Linked DNA regions of Mus musculus: regions 1 and 3 are each linked to region 2. The links are chromatin contacts, called in public Hi-C and promoter capture Hi-C maps. All regions are on one chromosome and are shown on one strand. Each heading gives the region's core, a stretch centred on a gene start, on an enhancer-like site or on the middle of the called end of the contact. The rest is flanking DNA. Distances are from core to core; before and after follow the strand shown. Region 1 holds the start of Chchd3 (coiled-coil-helix-coiled-coil-helix domain containing 3). Region 2 holds the start of Mtpn (myotrophin). Region 3 holds the start of Exoc4 (exocyst complex component 4).

Region 1 (2,700 bases), core at 109-2,608, 2.5 Mb before region 2:
ACTACCAACTAAACCACAGCAGGCAAAGGGCTCTATCACTAGTAGAGTGAGAATTGCTGGTCACAGACTCAAAAACTCAGTTCAACAGTCTGGGGTTTCTAATCAATAAAACTTTAATAAGTTCTTTTCAAAGTAACAAATTTCAAAGGAAAAAGTTTTCAAGCAGTTGAAATGTTTTTAAGTTTTTATTTCCTTGTAACTCTTACATAGTTAATTAAGAGTAGTTGTGTAAAAGCAGTAGACAGAAAATATAAAGTACTCTAAAACCTTCTGAAGTCATAGTGCTCTATTTACTAGATACAAGTAAGTGTACTTCCCAAAGCATGAAGCTCCAAAGTCGAGGCAAAGGAGAATATTAAAGTTGTTAGTGTGTATACTAACGCCCTAGAGGAAATTCAAGTTTTCAGTTCATGTATCAAGTACATGCAGAGGGCATTTAATAAGTCTCTATAACGATCCCTTAGAAGTTGTCTCAGTTCTACAACCTTGAAGGCCTGCAAACCGACCTCCGCCCCTAGCAGGCTGGCAGTTATAGGCCTGTATAGTCCAACTGGGTCAGGTTCATAACTTGGGCCAACAAACCACAGGGGAGGCGCCTGGGAAAACGAAATTATCAGGTGGAAGGGAAAGAGCCAGAAGCCAGAAATTAGCAGCAGGGTCAGGAATGACTTGAATGGTAATACCAGAAGAGGGGCAGGGAATAACAGAGGCAAAGAAGAGTAATCCTTAAAACACCAATTCACTCTGAGAAAGAACTGTGCGTGGAAAAGAAGGGCTTGGGTCCTGTACAGGAGGCACACGGACCAGCACAGTGAAGCAAGAGTTTTAATAAAGTCCTGCAACTAGTGAGCAAGGACGACCGTGGTGACCCGGCACCACCACCCCGGCACAGTGCATGGCTCCTGGCACACAACCAAGAACTTTCTCTGAATGGAGGTTCGGAGTCTTGAAACTACGAGCTTCTTCCCAGAGACCCAGACTTCTAGCGGGACAGCAGGGCGGGCCGAGAGCGGAGAAAGCAGGTGCAGCTGTCCCAGGCACATTTCAGCGTTGGGATCCGAGGTCAAAGGCTGCCCTCCGCCCGCCCACGGCACTCACCCGGATGCCCTTCACCACGGTGATGTTCTCGTTCTCGTCCGCCTCGAAGGTGACCCGGCGGGTGCTAGCGGTCCCGCCCATGGCTCCTGCTTCTGTCCCCGCAGAGTCTGGAGCGTGGACCTACGAGCACGTCAGGACCCACGCGCACACTTGCGCGTGAAAGCCCTGGACGCTTCTCTTGCAGGGCAGGAGCAAGGCCACGACCCCAAAAAAGAAGCAAGGAGAAGGCGCCGGTCCCAAAAGCCCGCCTCCTCCGGTCACGTGCCAGAAGTAGGCCGCTTCGGGTTAGCCCGAGAAGCAAACTGCCCGCCTCTTATCAGAAGGTGCACTAGGATTGGCTGGATTGGACCCGGATGCTATGGCAACAGGTGGTGCTTAATAGGGCTTCCGGAGCCTCTGAGAATAATGGGAATTGTAGTCTCGATCCGGAGCGATAGGTGCTGTGACAGGTCTCACTCCCTAAACTGTAAAGTGAACCGAGCATTCTGGGAGTTGTAGTCTTGACAGCCCTGAAGGCCTCCTTCTGGTCTACTTTCAAAAAAGTTGGTTCACCCAACCAGCTTGTTTTGCAGTTGACTCTAGAACCTTAGGTAAGTTAGGTAAATACAGGCTCTCAAAGCTAGATATGGAAGATGCACTCCCCTAAACAAACAACTTGTATATTCCAATTCACAAACCTGTAACAACTAAACTTAGCATTTTGCCACTTAGTCTTTTAAAGGGGCCGAGACTACATATGCCTATGTTCCTATCTTATGACTTTGGTATTTGTCAGTCTGTATGAAATGCAACTTTTAATGTAGGGCTTTCAAATCTACATGCAAAAATGCACAGGAAAAATTATTTACACAAAGATACAGACAGAACACTGCTTCTCGTGTTTGTGTCTCTTATTCACTTACATAAGTTAGATCACAGGATGATTAGACAGAGGAAAATGGTCCGTTCATGGAGGAGTTATAGCAGCGTTAGACAAAGTAGAGATGATCTGTTTTGGAAAGTTTCTAGCTTGGTACTTTACCTCCAAGAAGTCTAAAAATGTTAGGATAACCACACACACAGTTTCAGTTTTGTTGTTATTTGGTTATTTGGTTGATTTTAGGGTTTTTTTGTTTTGCTTTTTTGTTTGTTTGTTTGTTTGTTTGCTGTCAAACACTGTTGCTAAAAGTACAGTATGATCTTAGATTTATGGAGCCAGAGAAATACCCTTTCATTTAGAAATTAGATGGATGGGACTACTGATGTAGCTCAGTTGTCTATGCAATGCCCCAGGCCTGAGCTATGTGAAGGAGGAGAAAAAACAAGAGGGAAGAAGAAGAGTGGGGCAGAAGGGGGATGGGAGGGGAGGGGACAGAACTAGCTGAACAAAAATACCTTTTTCAATTTGCCCTTCTCAACATTAAAAGACAGAGAATACAGCATACCATGGCATCCTCCTAGGCCAAAGGGATCCACAATGTTGAAGAAATATTTTTGAGCTTCAGTTATTTGTCAGCATGTCAGAATCTGTAGCGCAAGACACTATGTCCCTCCCGCTGCTATATCCCAGCATATAGCAGCAGTGCCCTTCATCTCATTGTGTCGTTCTTTTCAACACATGTG
Region 2 (2,700 bases), core at 94-2,593:
CCTGCTTCTGCCTGTTTCCTAAAACAAGTCCTGTGAGGCAGGATGCCACCGCTCACACCTTTTAAGATTTAAAATCTTGACCGCAGGCTCACACTTTTTGAAGAGGACCAAGATGTTCACAGTTGTCACAAAATTCTACTTTCGGAAAATAATAATAATAATAATAATAATAATAATAAAACTATAGAAGTTCTCCTTACAATTACAAAAGGAGCAATTTAAGACCCAAAGGCAGGCCAGGTCAGAACTTTCCAAGTACCTCCAAGTATGGTTTTGAATTTGGGTTTCTTAACCATATCCCAAACATAGCGTGATCAGACTGCAGTACTATTTACTACACACGCGCGCGGACTTCAGATGAAATAATGGAGTACCCCAAGTTAAAAGGCTTTTTGAAAACTACTCCGATTTCCCAACACCCCAGATGCCAAATGGCAACCTTACCACTCGAAGCAAACGATACACACACATACACATATTATGTGGTGGTGGTGGAGAGGAAAAAGGCCACACCCAAGTTAAAGACTTTCAGAGCGAAGTGACACCAAGTTTCAGAAATTTAACTATGGCTATTTTGGGGCAGCTCATTTCACGGGTGACGGATCCTCTGAATCCTCCCCATCTCCACCAGGCCGCACGTTCAGGAAATCGTTCCCGATTCGAACTGCTCGGGTTTCCTTCTCAGGAACCCGGTGCGAGGCCAAGATGGAGAAATGCCTCATTCAAAGATTGCAGTACCCGGGGTATTAGAGGGCCGGCCCGTGCCGATCGAGGGAGACAACCAGGCGCCCGTTACCTGCGGGGCTGGGACAGGCCACAGCCGCCTTAGCAACAACACAGCGGTTACCTGGCACCGAGGAGCCACCCAGATCCAGGCCCTGCGGCGTCCACGAGTCTCCCAAGCTGGCCCAGCTCCCGGTGTCCCCCACGCCCTGGGCTTCACGACCACCCACCCCGCCGCAGCGCAGCATCAGCGCCGCGCATCCCCGCTCACCTTAGCCACATAGTCCTTCACCTCATCCAAGTCTCCGTTTTTCAGGGCCCACATGAACTCCTTGTCGCACATGACTGCAGCGGGGTGGGCCGGCGGGCCGGGCAGGAGCGGCGATTAGGCCCGACGAGGGGACACGAGAAAGCGACGCGCCTCAGGCCGCTGAGCGGGCGAGACTGCGGGTCGCGGCTACGGTTCGGGCGGGAGAAAGTTCTTCTGCAGCCGTTGGGCCCAGCAGAGCAGGTTCCGCCTAGCTGAGGAGAAGCAGGACGCTTACACTTCCGGTTCACGCCCCGCTAGGGCCCGCCTCCCACTTCCTCTTCCTCTTCCTCTCTCCAGAAAGCTCTGCTCGGGACCCCGCCCCGACTGCTTACCTCAGGAGAGCCACTTTTGCGCAGGCGCATTATCCTGGCCGGCCAAGGCAGAGTAGAGGCGTGGTTCCAATGGGCGGGGCCGTGAGGCTGAGTAGAATGTTCCTGGAGGTCAGGAAAATCAGGGGCTGAACCTGGGGAGGTGTTGGATGGGAGTAGGACACTCCAGTTCCACGACAGAGGGGAACGTTAGTTTCCAGGGCTCACTTTCTAATAATTCTAAAAATAACTAATAATAATAATAATAATAATAATAATAATAATAATAATAATAATGTGTTTAGATTCTCTCTCTCTTACTATCCCACTTTAAACTAGTAAAAGAGGAAAAACAAAAAACCAACCCACTCTCAAAACATTTTTATTGAGACTTTCATCTATGCATATAGTATGTTTTGAACAAATTCATTCCTGAATCCCTTCTCCACTTCACCACTACTTTTCCTTCACAACTTTATGTGACCTCTCTTCTTAAAACAAAACCAAAAACAAAAAACCAAAAACCAAATTTTCATTTACGTGTATGATAGTTTTGACAGAATATATACATTTATGTGAACCAATGTGTGCGAGTGCCCGAAGAGGCAAGAGGAAGCATAAAATCTGAGAGAGCTAGAGATACAGACAGCGGTGAGCCTTCATATGGGCCATGCTGGGAACCAAGCCGGGCTCCTCTGCGAGAGCAGCCAGTGCTCTTAACCTCTGAGCCATCTCTGCAGCAGTGCTCGGGTCTTGTGTTGAGCTCTCTGAACCCACTTAGCGCTTCCTGTTGAGTGCATACGTGTGGGACCTACTGGTTTGTTTTACCTTTAGGCATCAAACTCTATTCCTATTCTCATACATCAGTGGCTGGGTGGGGCTCTCTCCCTTGGTCTTTTCTCCTCTCTCTCCCACTACCACTCTTGGCCTTTCTTCTCCCTTTCCTCAACCATGCAGTTTCTTTGGGACATCCACCAGAAGGAAATAAAAAGGAAAGAATAAAACTTTTTTTTTCTCAGAAGGAAATCTTCAACACGTAGTTGAGACAACGGTGTCAGTAGGTTTATTTCTTTTTAATTGCATACGTACGTGCTTGTGTACAGATGCACTGATGTGGGCATGAGTGTGCATACGTGTAAACTCAGAGGACAACTTGTGGGAGAGTACTCTTATGTAGGTCCTAGTGACTGAATTTAGGTCACCATCGGGCTTTGTCACAAGCATCTTTCCTGGTTGAGCCATCTTGCCAACTCAACAACGTGAATTATGTACATTTACTTTCTATGGTGGAAAATACTTAAGTGTGTGATGGCAATTAAAAACTAGGAGCTTTTCCTGACCAACAAATGACCGCTAACA
Region 3 (2,700 bases), core at 185-2,684, 2.3 Mb before region 2:
GGACACCTTTGGGGTTTCCCCTTACTGCCGGGAGGCAACCAAAGGACCCAGAAGTTATTGTGGCGAAGCAGGTTCTCTACATTCTCCAGTCGTGGCGGTAGCAGCCTGTACTCCTGCAGCAGGGTCCCCAGCACGGCCCACTTGCCCTCCGGCTGGTTGCTGAACTCTCTGGCTCGAAGTCAGCCAGCTTCTTCTCTGCTGACCCTGCACGTCCCTCCAGGTTCTGCACTCAGGCAGCCCGGGATTCCATCTTCTTCTCCACAGCTTGAATAGCAGCCACCACTGTCCAAAGTGAGATTTCTGTGGTCTGGAAGTATGGGCTTTTCTCTGTTGTTTGTGAAGGTGGTGTGGCTGGAGCTAAAGGTGTGGAGCGCCGTTTCCTTCTGTGCAGAGCAGGTGTCGACTCCTCCGACTCCTCCATGGTCTCAGTCGCCCCACAACACCGACTGGAGGGAAAGTGCTTGGACTTTGTGCCTCTCCACCAGACGCCCAGACCCTTCTGGAAGCCGCCACCGCTGCTGTGCTGATACAAGGTGTGCTATGAGAGTAACCCCCCCCCCCCCCCGCCCGAAGAACTGCAGTGGTTCCTCCTTTTTGGGACTTTTTTTTGAGTGCTTTTATTTTAAAAGTATGGTTGAATTTCTACAAAAGATTTTCCTGTATCCATTGAAATTGGTCTGTGGTTCTCAACCTGTGGGGTTGACTCCTTTGGGGTTGCATATCAGATATCCTGCATATCAAATATTTACATTACAAGTCACAACAATAGCAAAGGTACAGTTATGAAGTAGCTATGAAATAATTTTATAGTTGGGAGTCACCACAACATGAGAAACTATATATATATATGTGACAGCCCCTAGGACAGGTACTTTTCCCCCTCACAGCCTGCAGCCTGCGACTTGGCATAACCGCAACAGTGAACTTGTACATAAGACGAATATAGAAACATTCAGTCTCAGAAAAATACCAAAGAAAAATCTCTGTGCGTGTACATTTTTGCATTTGGTTGATTTAAAGATGGTATTTGAAGTTAATATTTTTGCACACACAAGCATTCTTTTGGGACCTTTGTTTAAATAGAAGAATCTGCAATTTATCATCAGATACATTAAGTTAAAGCGTGTAAAATTATAAAATGGAGTAAACTGAAAAACAACTTAAGGTCTGTCTGAAGAGATCTAAAGAGACAGTAAGGAGGCTTGATGAAGTTGCCCTTGGTTTATTGTCCAGGCATGCCCGGGACCGGCAGAAGAACTACATTTCCCAGAATGCTTAGAGAGGACAGGAGCCTCAGCCTCCAGCTGAGTCTCAGTCCCGCCTCCTAACTCCAGGGATTGGGTTTTTCACTTCCGCGCCTAAGCGCTTCTCTTCTGCCATTGGTGGATGTTCCGGGTCAGCCGCGGAGTTTACACTTTCCCGGTCCTGTCAAGCACCTGGCTCTCGCTCCCGTACCAAGATGGCGGCAGAAGCAGCTGGTGGGAAATACAGGAGCACAGTCAGCAAAAGCAAAGACCCCTCGGGGCTGCTCATCTCGGTGATCAGGTGAGGGAGGCAGGAGGCAGGCAGGGTGAGGTCAGGGCAGCGGCTGGACTTCCGCGGTGGAAGGGAGAGGCATCGGCTGGGCCCCATCCGCCGGCCCTTCTCTCCCTTTTGGCCTCCCCCGCCCCTCCCCAGGGCCTATTGCCCGCCCCCGCCGGGCAGTGTTCTAAGACTCTCTGGGGCCGGGGTTAAGGGGAGGACACCCCACCTCCCCAGTCTTCTCCTCGGGGCATGGCCTTTACTTCTGTCCCCGGTCCTAAAAGCTGGCCCGCTTGGGTTCGGGAAGAAACCCAGCGCAGGTGTACTCATTCATTCCTACAACAGGTTCTGGTTGACCCTGGTGCTGTGCACACTCCTGAAGGCCGGGAGGTGTCCTGGGCTCGTGGGGATCAGGCCCAAGTTTCCTGTTAGGAGTTGCAGAGTGTCCAACTTTGGGCACTTTCCACTACCTGTGAATAGCCACAGCTTCAGATCCTAGGTTTTGCGTGAGCTGTTAGCATTGAATATTAAAGTGATCCATCCATCCTTCCTTCTTGTTTTGCTTTTTTCTTTCCTTTTCCTTCCTTTCTTCTTTCTTTCTTTCTTTCTTTCTTTCTTATTGCTTTCTTATTCCAGTTTCTTACTCAAAACCATACAAAAATAGAATTTCAAACTGCCCTCCTCATTACTTTTTCCCTAAACTATTAGGGTGAGAGTGGGGGTGGTTGACTATTTACTAGTCTTCTTCTTCTTATTTTTAAATGTTTAAAATGTTAAACAGACTTAGATCAGCCTGAATAAAATGCATTATGACACACTTATCCATTGTTGTCATTTGCATTTCATCCCATATATTTTCCTAAAACAAATACCCCTTGCTTCCCACTTTCCTCGACTTATCCTTCACTTTGATTTGAGTTAAGAGAGCTCCTGTAATGATCCTGATTATCTTTTTAAAACCTAGGATCCACCAGAATCTGGTAGGTTAAGCCCTTGAGAGAATGGGTAAATCAAGCTTTGAAAGGCTTTAAAAGTTTACCATTTAATCGACTGAAAAGGACCCGTGTATTGGTTTATGGCAGAGTTTAAGAGAATGGCCTGTTTTTATCAATTTTATTTTAAAACGAGAGGATAGAACTGTCTGTGAAAGTGATACACTTTGTAGGCCCTGAAGAGAAA

Evidence for each region. Promoter capture Hi-C pulls out the DNA fragments that hold promoters and counts their contacts. A called contact is a pair of places that touch in the nucleus more often than the background predicts.
Region 1: a Hi-C map of regulatory T cells shows a contact between it and region 2, with 9 times the contacts expected there. The contact joins the promoter of Chchd3 here to the promoter of Mtpn in region 2. A contact is called at or near these places in 2 of 39 promoter capture datasets (liver and pre-B cells), 2 of 484 Hi-C or Micro-C datasets (double positive thymocytes and regulatory T cells) and 1 of 9 other capture datasets (adipose tissue).
Region 3: a contact with region 2 is called in a promoter capture Hi-C map of pre-B cells, with 2.7 times the contacts expected there. The contact joins the promoter of Exoc4 here to the promoter of Mtpn in region 2.

What each region holds. Positions count from the first base shown.
Region 1 is chr6:33,058,902-33,061,601 of GRCm38.p6, forward strand. Chchd3 (coiled-coil-helix-coiled-coil-helix domain containing 3) reads right to left here and starts at 1,359. Exons shown (of 8, transcript NM_025336.2): 1 at 1,099-1,359. The coding sequence starts at 1,179.
Region 2 is chr6:35,538,545-35,541,244 of GRCm38.p6, forward strand. Mtpn (myotrophin) reads right to left here and starts at 1,344. Exons shown (of 4, transcript NM_008098.4): 1 at 995-1,344. The coding sequence starts at 1,066.
Region 3 is chr6:33,247,694-33,250,393 of GRCm38.p6, forward strand. It overlaps Exoc4 (exocyst complex component 4), which reads left to right and starts at 1,435. Exons shown (of 18, transcript NM_009148.4): 1 at 1,435-1,545. The coding sequence starts at 1,460. It also overlaps the pseudogene Gm1401.